2 separate regions of the Macaca mulatta genome follow, and region 2 is linked to region 1. Evidence: chromatin contacts called from public Hi-C data. All regions are on one chromosome and are shown on one strand. The core of a region is the stretch at or near the end of the contact, and the rest is flanking DNA. Distances in the headings are between cores, read along the strand shown. Region 1 holds the start of CTDSP2 (CTD small phosphatase 2). Region 2 has its middle 47 kb from the start of ATP23.

Region 1 (5,360 bases), core at 2,426-4,925:
TAGTCTCTGGAAACACGGGGTCCTCACCAGGCCTCTTGGGAACTGTCCCTCCTCCCTCGTTTACCCCTCCTTGCTGGGTTCTATTTGCATCCCTGTGCCTCTGGCCTTGGAAGGGGTTCTATCTGTTATACACAAACTTTTCTTTGACCTCAGAGCAAGAAATGCTTGAGGACCATCTCCTCTGCATTTTTCAGGGACAGCCAGAGCCCTACACATGAAGGCATCCACTGTATCCAGGAGTGAAAGTAGCATTGTTTTAACACTGGGTGGTGGTTTGTGAATTCAATTTAGAAGGTCATGGCTGGCACCTTAAAACCATCAAATAGAATACAATACGTGCAATAGAAAACATGAGTGTGCACACATAGCCAGGGTAAGTATTGTCCATGAAATTTTTGTATCATTTATCCCACAACATAAAATGTGTTTCTTGCTGTAGGTCACTGAACAAATCCCTGGACAAAAGAACACTGGTTAAGACATAAAGTCAAGGCCAGGCATGGTGGCTTACACCAGTAATCCTAGCACTTTGGGAGGCCAAGGCAGGTGGATCACCTGAGGTCAAGAGTTCCAGACCAGCCTGGCCAACATGGTGAAACCCCGTCTCTGCTAAAAATACAAAAATTAGCTGGGCGTGGTGGCGGGTGCCTATAATCCCAGCTACTCATGAGGCTGAGGCAGGAGAATCGCTTGAAGCCAGGGGGCAGAGGTTGCAGTGAGCCAAGATCACACCACTTCACTCCAGCCTAGGCAACAGAGTGAGACTTCATCTCAACATGTACAGGTCACCTGTTCTGCGCTAGGCACTCTGCTAGGCACAAGAAACCCAGTAAAGACATCCCCTAGTCTCAATCCACCTTCTGGTTGGGAAGCCAATAAGCATACAGTTGCAAGATATGATGCCAAGTGGTCTGAGAGAGTATGTACGAGGCTATGAAACCCTGACATGAGGGCGGGCATCTGGGAGGGCTTCCAGGAAGAGGTGATGTAGTTGGAGCTCTCAGCAGGAAAAGAGAGCGATAGGTTCTAGTGTCTCCTCCATCCTATGGATAAGAAGGGAACTATGTTAAAATGTCAAGGGTTCTAGTCTTTTTTTTTTTTTTTTTTGAGACGAAGTCTTGCTCTGTTGCCCGGGCTGGAGTGCAGTGGCTGGATCTCAGCTCACTGTCAGCTCCGCCTCCCAGGTTTACGCCATTCTCCTGCCTCAGCCTCCCCCGTAGCTGGGACTACAGGCGCCCGCCACCTCGCCCAGCTAGTTTTTTTGTATTTTTTAGTAGAGACGGGGTTTCACCGTGTTAGCCAGGATGGTCTCGATCTCCTGACCTCGTGATCCGCCAGTCTCGGCCTCCCAAAGTGCTGGGATTACAGGCTTGAGCCACCGCGCCCGGCCTGGGTTCTAGTCTTAAAGTCCAAAGACATCCTGTCTCCTTAACAAGCCGTGAGGTCTCAGGTGAGTCAATTAACCTTCCCAGACCCTGATTCCTCATTTACAAAACAGGCATCTATAAAAATGGGCACAGTATCTGCTCTATCAACCTCAAAGAAGTGACAGATCAAATGAGACAGATTAGTACGTGAAAGCACTTTGTAAATTACAAAAGGGGAGGTATTGTCTCTATGGATGAGGAAATGGAAGCATAATGAAGTGTCCTGCCCTACAGTGCTCTGGGTAGCAGGCCCCCCTCAATCTTCAGTCCTCAGCTCCTGCTTGCATTGCTCCCACTGTAACTATTCTACCTTAAAAGACAGCAGGGGCAGGGTCTAAAAGGCCCCCCTAGCAACCTGACTGTTGAAGATTTACCTTAAAGATCCTATTGTTTTAATGATGGGAGGTGGGTATGTCAGAACTCCTCCGTTTCCCTTTCTGTTAATGAATTAAGATCTACCCAAATTCAGTGTTTAAAGTTACATAAGCATCATTCAGATCTGTAACAGCCACTTTCATTTTGGAAAAACAGCATTTCCATTAAAATGGTGTTATATAAAAAGGTTTTGTATACGTGCGTAGGAACAGCAGAAAGAAACAGGCACACATGATCACTGTATGGCACACAGGCATATGCAGATCATGACCTCACCTGTCCTCATGAGGAAGGGACCATAGGGAGCAGGTGTCTGATAGTACCTGGCAAGTTTAGCTGTGACCTAGTTGTCCTCTAACCATGGGTAAGACCTGATGCATGTTGGGCAATGGGAACTGCAGCAGGAAGGAAGCCCCTTCCCTGGCAGGGTGAGTGCCATTGAATCACAGAATATTAGGGTTGGATTTAGCTCAGAAGTCACCCAGTGCAATCTCACTCTGCACCACTCTTGCTGGCCTTGACTCGAACAGCTACCATTGTCCCAAGGCAGCCTGTGTCACCTGTGGACAGATGTAGATCACTGGAAAAGACCTGATTTTGACCTGAAACCAACCTTTCTGGAGCTACTGCCTCTGGGGAGCAAAAGCACCTACAACCTTGAGCAGAGACTCCAGGAGCCATAGCCAGCGGAGCATGTCCTGAGGCCTAAAGAGCAAGTGGGGAGGGCAGTCTGAGTCCACAAAGCTGAAGCTCCTCCCTGAGAGACCTCCATTCATCTAAAGGAAGCTGGGACGGTGGGGGCAGAGAGAGGGGTAGGATGAGGAAGGTAGGGTGGAGGGGAGGAGTCGGGGCTGCTTAAATTGGAGTAAGTCGTTGGCTGTGAGGAAAGCCCAGCACCTCAGGTCTCATTTTCAGTGTTGGGGGTGACACAGTCCTGAGGTCAGTTGCAGCTCTTGTACTCTGGAGTCCTAGGTCCGCCCACACGCATACACCCCTTTCGGGATTCGAAGGTTGTACTTTTTTTTTTTTTTTTTTTTTTTTTTGAGACGGAGGCTCGCTCTGTCGTCTACGCTGGAGTGCAGTGGCACGATCTCGGCTAACTGCAATCTCCGCCTCCCGGGTTCAAGCAATTCTCTGCCTCAGCCTCCCAAGTAGCTGGGATTACAGGTGACCGCCACCACGCCCGGCTTTTTTTTTTTTTTTTTTTTTTTTAAGTATTTTTAGTAGAGACGGAGTTTCACCATCTTGACCAGACTGGTCTTGAACTCCTGATCTCGTGATCCACCCACCACGGCCTTCCAAAATGCTGGGATTACAGGCGTAAGCCACCGCGCCCGGCCTCGACGGTTGTACTTTTATGTAACTTGGTAGGTCCTTGATTCGAGGGCCAAGCAAGGGGTAAGGTAACTTCCGATCCGCCCCATCCCCTGCCGGAGTCCGGTTAGGCTCAGCGGCTTGTCCTGGTCACCCCTGAAGGGCAGAACCATTCCACTTTCCCCGAGTGCAGCCACCGAGACAAGAACACCCCACCACTGAGGACAGAAACGTGAGCTTTGGAGTGGCCTTTTAAATAGTTGGGAAGGGGGTGTGGCCGAGGAGACTGGGAGGCCGCAGTCTGGCGATGGAGGAGTGGCCCGGGGGCGTGGCCGTGGCGCCTGGAATGTTGTTAGGTCCTCTCACCGCATAGTAAGGAGGGGCCACGCCCCTTTTCTCCAAGAGAGCCAATCGGAGCACCGGAGCGGTTTCAAGTCTCCCCCGCCAGCCCGCCCGCCAGCCCGCCCGCCCGCCACCCCACCCCCCTTGAGGATTCGCTTTTTCCGTAACAAAATAGCAAAGCTCCGGACTGTCCGAAGCCCCGGTCGCTCACAGGTGGAGGGTCCCGGGGCCTAGGACGCAGCCCCGGAGCGGGAAGCTCCAGTGGGCCGTGAAGAGGCCGAGTCGAGATCCGGGAGGCGCGGGGGTGGGCGCTGCAGCCGCGGGTTGTTTATCTGGAGTACGGAGGGGAGGGGGGAGCCTGGAAACCGCCCCGTGTCCCATTTCCTCCTCTTGTTTTCGCTCCGGATTCTCCATGTTGGACCCAAACTGAGGAGCCCGGAGCTGCCGCCGGGGGATCGGGGCCGGGGGCACCCGGGGGAGCCGTTGCCCGGGCCGCCCGCCCTCTGTACAGGCCGCCTACCTTCCCGGCCCGGGGAGGAAACGAGAGGGGGGATGTGAACAGCTGTGGAAGTCGGAATCTCGGGAGCTGGAGCGGGCCCCCGCCCAGGCCCCCCAGCCCAGCCCAGCCCGCGCGCCCGCCCGTCCTCCCGCCCAGCCAGCCCGGGCCCGCGGGATTGTTAGATGGAACACGGCTCCATCATCACCCAGGCGCGGAGGGAAGACGCCCTGGTGCTCACCAAGCAAGGTAGGGGCAGCAACTTCCCAAAACTTTGCGTCGCCCCCGGGCGAGGAGGGGGCTAGCACAGCCCCGAACCCCAGGTCTCGGCCCTTGACCTCCCGGGCTCAGAGCCAGTGATCCCGACTGGACCCCTTCGGTCCATCCGCCCCCGCATCCCGGCTGGCACTCAGACCTCCGTGGGGGCTGCACGGGACCCGGGATCCCGGCGCCCTAGGGGAAGGGGCGTCTTCGGCGCAGCTGTCACCCTTTCCCGCAACCCCTCCCCTCGGGATTGAGAGACGGAGGGATCGCTCTCGAAGCACTGGGCCACTCCGCGTCCGTCCCCTCGGAGTTGGGGGATAGGGTCGTCACTTTCCCTCACAGCCGCGCGCGGCTGCCCTGGGATCGCGGGGAGGGGTTAGGAAGGTGACGGAGGGACCCCCAGATGGAACGCAGCCGGGACTGGAATCCAGTACTTCCAGGCCCCCCAAGCCCGAGGTCGCTCCGGCAGCTAGCTGGCGGTGACGGCGTCCGGCGGGACTTGGGACCAAGTTCACCACTTGGAGGCGGGGGCGGTCGCGGTGGGGGAGGGGCCCGGGCCCTGGCAGACCAGACGTGGCGGGTCCCCGGCTCAGCGCGGGCCCCGGGACATTGGCGGCGCCGGGCTCCCTCCCGGCTGCCTCTGGCTAGTTTCGCTGAGCAAACAAGCCCGACTCCGAGGCCCGGCCAGAGCCCCTCCCTGCCCGGTGCGCTCCCCCGGGGCCGCCGCTGCACACACAGAGCCGCGTTTGTTTAGCTCGGGAGCGGTGTCCCTGGTTACATAATTCGCCGGATGGCATCAGACCCGGCGTGGTTCTGAATCGCGCAGCGAAAAAGTGCGAGTTCTCTGTGGGCAGGGGCTGGCGGCCCCCGCCTTCCAGAGTGTCAGGTGGGGGCGCAAGGGGGCCCGCAGGCCCTCGCCGGGGTGAGGCGGCGGCCGAGGCCTCTCCCGGGGCGGGAGAAAGCTGGGGAGCGAGGGTGGAACCTCTTAGTTTGGTCACAGTGGGGGACTCGAAACTCTTTTCCCCCTCCGCCACGTTCTTCTGGCCTTGAGGAATGTGTCCAAAATAGCGGCAGAATTTCCGCGGGGTGTAAGGACGAGTGTGGCGTTTCTCTGGAGAGCCGCCGGACCCGGGCCACCTGGC
Region 2 (5,385 bases), core at 514-3,013, 51 kb before region 1:
CAGGGCTGCTGGAAGGATCCAGTGAGGTAATAGCCAGCTTCAGCTAAGAGGCCCTTAGGAAAAAAATTTATTATTTCCTTCCTTCGTAATGGAGGGTATTTCCAGTTCAAATAATTAGTCATGCAAACAAGACCGTGTGTTTCTTCTAGAAAAAGAAGAAGGAGATGAAGCAGAGGAGGAGTAAGAAGAGAAACAACAATTTGAAAGGAGAGAAACTGTGTTCAGGTGCCTGCCATGAAAGGACATAGAGGGTGTGGCAGGAAGGGAAGTGCGGAAAGGAAGAACAGCTGGTGCTTGCCCTGCGCCAGACACTGTGCAGTATGTGAGATGCTTCAGACATTTCACGTCATCATCACAGAAAGTAAGGCAAGTGCTGTTAGTGCCATTTTATAGATGAGAAAACTGAGGTGCAGACAGAATAAACAACTTGGCCAAGGTCAGGCAGAGACACTTCGCGCCCAGGTTGGTCTGTCCCTGGGGTATGAACATTCCTTCCACAGCCTTGCCAGCGGCTCCTTCTCCTAAACATGGGTGTCCCCTGGCCCTACTTCTCTGTCTCCCTTTCTGTGATCTCCCTGTAAGATCTGCAAGATCTCTTTCATCCCTTGAGTTATTTCCTCTGACTTCCAGCCCACTGGACATTTCCCAGTTAAGAGCCTACTGTCTTCACAAACGCCATCTCCAAAAGGAGCTCCTCCCCTGGCCACTCGCAGCCCCACCACAAGGGCTGCCCTCTTCTCCATGCCACCCATGCTCAAAATCAACATCACTTCTGGTGATTTCTCCCATTTTCTGTATACACAATCACTCAATTATCTCCATTCTTTCTTCAAAATCTCTTATTTCTCACTGTTCATTTTCACCTTTTCTCTTAACACCCCAGCACTGTGACCTTATGTCAGCCTGGTTCCTTGCAGAAGCCTCCAACGGGTCTCTGTCAATGCTTGGAGTTTATCCTGCACACTGCTGCCAGACTTGTGGTCCTTGAAAACACCCCCTTCATCATACCGTTCACCTGCCCTCCCACCTCTGCAGGCTCGCCCACTGCCTTCACCAGACCAAGTCCACACTCAGCCCTGCACTCAAGGCCAACTGCACCTGGCCCCCCACCCCCCACAGCTTCCCACCCTCATCCCCTACTCCCCCTCTCTCCAGTTCCTCAGTTTAGCAAAGGCATTACTCCAACATCATGCTCCTTTCTCCGCTCCTGACACATGCCGTCCCTCCTCCCCCAGCTCCCTGTCCCCCTCCTGCCTCTGGCCCACCTCTCAGTCAGGGCCTCCAGAGCCCTCCTCCCAAGGCCTGCAGGACTCATTATCTGTACTGTTGATCAGGCAAGTAATTATGCACAGCCTTGTAAGGCTCTTCTGTTTAGCCTGGAACAGGTATTGAAACTGACTAGTGCTATTTAATCTCTGTATCTCAGGTCTGCCTCTATGTCTGTATCTACATATCTCATCACCTAAATCCTATAAACCACTTGAAGGTGACAACTGTCTTAAAGGTCTTGGTTTCTCCCTACAGTGGCTAATAGGTAGACAATAGGTGCTGGATATATATGTTGAGCTCGTCTTTCTGCCCACATAACTTGGTCTCAAACAAATAACCAGGGCTGGTCAGAACAGTAAGCATCACCGTTAGAAGTCTGCTCTTGGCCACGGCAAATCTGCCACAGACCAATTTCACTGTAACCCCTCAGCTCAGGGTCCCCCACGGGCATCGCTGGTCTCCAGAGTGATCGCTGACCGAGGCGAGGCGCTGGAGGCCGCCCCAGCTCGGCTCTGCCTGCTGATTTGGCGATCGGATTTCCATGCCCCTCCCTGGTCCCCAGCTAAAAGGAAACATCCCGGGGATGGGGGATGGGTGGGGGGATTCCTGAACCCTGAACCCTGACCCCTCCTTGGTGAAACCACTCCAGCCCAGCTCAGGGGTCGTCAAAAGCACTCTGGGGAACCTCTGCCCTTGGGAGAGAAAGAAGACACTGCACCTTTAAGTCTGCAGCCGGTTGAGAAAAACAAGCTGTGATTTATATAAGCGGGAAAATCATGTGATTTGCAGGAACGCTCCCTCCTCCCCCGACCCCCTCCCCGCGTCGCCTCCAAGCCCTTCCCAGAGGGGCCCGGGCGGCGGGCTGGGCCCGGCTGCCTATGAGGGGCGCGGGAGGGGGGCGCGCCGAGCCTCGGTTCACAAAGCCTCCTCCCCGGGCCTGCACTCCCGCAGCTCTTCCTTGTGGACGTCGGACTCGGGGACAGGCGGCGGCGGGCTCTGGGGCGCGGCAGTTTGGTCCCCACGTTGCCTCGCGGCGGGATGCAGTTCAGGGGGTCCTCGATGGGGCCCCGCGGACCTGGGCCTCCGAGGGCGCACGAGGCCCACTCCCCCGACTGGGTGGGCTGTTGCCCTCAAGCCAGGGTGTGCGGTGGAGAAACTGAGGCTCTCCTTCAGCTGCTCAGGGAGAAAGGAAAGCCGGGGACCCCACACACTGGCGTCTGTGTCCCAGAACACCCAGCAGGGGGGAGAGCAATTTAAGAAATAATCTGGTTGGCAAAGGGCATAATGAAAATCAGCCATTTCTAGAGCTGAGGGGCGGTCGTGTTTAGCCCAGAGGACCTAGCCAGCTTTCAGGGAAAAAACGGATGTGGCCTTTCAGGCAGAGCTCAGAAAAAAAGAGCTGTGATTAGAAGACCCTAAGAACCAGGAAAGATCTTTTAAATATTGGAGGGGAGGTGGTGTAGCTGCTGAGGAGCCCACACCCACGCTTAGTTAGCTCTGACAGCTTCTAAAGGAAAGGGAGATGCTTAGATCATCCTGAGAAACTGGAGGATCTCCTGAGTGACCTGAAAAGGTCATCTCATCCATCCCCCTGCTGCTGGAGGAATATACAGAGCCCATCCCAGAAGAACTCCCAATGGGAGAGGATGAACAATCACTTCTGAAACCAAGCTCAGGAGAAGTTGAGGAGCTTTCTCAAGGGAGAAGAGCTGCCAGGAGAAGCAAGGGTCTCTCTCATTGCCACTTCCTTTCCATAAACCATATTGATGGGCTCTGAAATTGTCCAAGGAAGGAAACCTGTGGCTTCTCAGAGCAACCAGTACCAGGGGTTCAAGCTCATCGGAGAGCATGTTGAAGTTCTGTTTTATTTTCCTCCATTGGTCACCTGCTGGGGATGAGGCATAGGCCTAGGGTTGTCACCTGGAGGAAAGACATGATGCAATTAACAAAGCTGCTAATGCCTCCTCTCACCCTGAACTCTGCCCTCAGCCTCTGTCCCAGCCCACCCTCTGCATCCTGCACAGCCAGCTGGGCCCTGGGGGGGTCCTCCTGGCCCTCCTCCCACCCGCCCTTTCCCTGTCAGATGGAGGGTCTTTATGCTGAGATCACTGAAGGAACAGAGCCTCAGTGCGCTCTGTCACACCAGCAATGAGAAAACCTTTCTAAAGGCGAAAGCTCATGGAAGGCAGATTCCTGATTATTCCATAAATCCTGGAGAAGAAAAATATAGGTTAACATAAGGATTCAAGAGGATGGCACTCTGTGTGTTCAGGCATATGCTAACTTCACTCATTCCGTTATTTAGTGATTTTGTTATTTAGGGTGTGCCTGGCACTGAGTTAGGCACCAGGGCTACCACATAAATAAGACAGAGATGGTCCCTCCCCGAACCCTGCTGCGCAGTCCTTCACTCTGCCTCCCAGGACAGGAGGCTATGATAGGCTTTTCTCTCCTGCACCAGCATATGTCTGTCTCCTTCCCAGCCCACCCCTAGCAGGTGTTGCCCCCAGCCCCAGCTACTTATGTCTCGTGTGTTCTGCCAAGAGCTGCTTCTGTCAGAAAGCACTAACTCTCTGGTGATTGGGTGGTGGATAGAAGAGGTAACCTAAAGGCCTGTCCAGAAAATGAGATCAAAGTTGGCAGCCTCCTGGGCTCCTCCCAAAAAAGGATATAACCACCACCATTTATAATTATTTCAGGCCCCACTTCACTCTGTCGCACCCACTTTCTGTCTCTCTCTCTCTTTTTTATTATTATTATTTTTTTAGTTCTTTTTCTGATATGCCTGGATGCCCCAGTGCAAGTCTCCTCTTTCTGAAGCCTCCTGTGCCAGGGACCTGTCCACCTCAGAGCCCTCCCAGGTGCAGCTCAGCTGCATCCACAGGGGGTCCTGAGTCCCTAGGCCCTGCACAGATGTCTACCCAGGGTCTCTTGGTCCCTCCCCATTGAGGGTGCCCAAACACCATCCTTAATCACAAGTCTGCCAGCCTCCACCTTCTAACTCTCCTAGACCACACCAGCCCCTGCCTTATTCCAGTATTTTCCTGATTTCGCCTATTTCCAGCTTCCCTCAGCCATGCACAAGCACAGCCTGATGCTGTGCATAGGAAGAACTGGCAATAAGCCTGTGGTGAACAAATATTTCTAATGAAAAAAAGGAATTATGGCCCCAAACTGAAAACACACTGGAAGCCACAAACTCTGTTACCTTCAAAAGAAGTCATATCTGGACCGCTGAGGTTTTAAAAAAATGCAGAGTGAATTAGTGAAATCAGCTCATCACGGACACTGTCTCTTTCAGGAAATGAAGCCTCAAAAGAAAAAAGGCATCCCAGCCCCTGCCAAATTCCATTCTGTTTCAAATTAGCCTTCCAGTAAAATGAGGGGGCTGTCCTAACTGGTCTTTAAGGTCCTCCTAGTACCAGCGCTCTGAGGCTCTCTATTTCCCCTGAACAACCTCTTGGAACTCTCCACATTCTCTTAACTGAGAAGAAAATGCATTTGTGCTCTGGGCTGAAGCTCAGAAGTGGGCTTTCACGACAGTCATTTCAGGCCTGTGTCCCTTTTTCTCCCTTCCCTGAAAGGGCCTCTGGTCTTTCCCAAGCTGCCTGAGTAGAAGGGAACACAGCTCCCCCAGAGCAGAGGGGCCCGCGAGAGGGAAAGCTGGCCCAGGCCCAGGGCAGGCTCGCCTCTGACTCTGCAGGGACATTCTTCCCTCCCAGCCGGCAGGGAATTTCTGGAACTTCTAAACAGCACATCCTCGAGCCAGCCCAGGCCCCCACGGCATCCTGCACCCCAGGTTTACAAGCTTTTTAGTGGTAACTAACACATTTGGCAAACCTCCTCAAGTGTGAGCCAAGCCAGGCCTTTTTCCCCAGGTCCCAAGTAACAAAGGGATACTGGGCTGGGCCAAAAACAGGATCCATCCAGCCAGATGAGCCTAGAGCCTTGGTTCTCGGGGCCAAGGCTGGAGAGGACAAGAGGGAAATGTCCTCGGCCAGCCTCACTGTGGGCTCCGTCACCATGCAGGCTGGTCCAGAGATTTCAGGATGCATCACTGATTCCAGGCAGGGCTCCATCCCCGGCCCACATTCAGCCCAGGACCTGGCCAAAGAA

What was found. Hi-C and Micro-C count contacts between places; a contact is called where the count stands out from the background.
Region 2: a contact with region 1 is called in a Hi-C map of fetal cortical plate, with 2.2 times the contacts expected there. The contact joins the enhancer-like site here to the promoter of CTDSP2 in region 1. A contact is called at or near these places in 6 of 14 Hi-C or Micro-C datasets (CD4 T cells, blood, cortical neurons and 3 more).

The regions. Positions count from the first base shown.
Region 1 is chr11:65,025,130-65,030,489 of T2T-MMU8v2.0, reverse strand. CTDSP2 (CTD small phosphatase 2) reads left to right here and starts at 3,675. Exons shown (of 8, transcript NM_001266058.1): 1 at 3,675-4,203. The coding sequence starts at 4,140.
Region 2 is chr11:65,074,164-65,079,548 of T2T-MMU8v2.0, reverse strand. No RefSeq gene overlaps it. Among named protein-coding and RNA genes, the nearest start is that of ATP23, 47 kb to the left of the region's middle. Within about 2 kb of position 1,763, at least 16 of the 40 cell types and tissues checked have an H3K27ac peak or open chromatin away from gene starts, as enhancers often do. A contact at or near this core is called in fetal cortical plate, where this site is marked.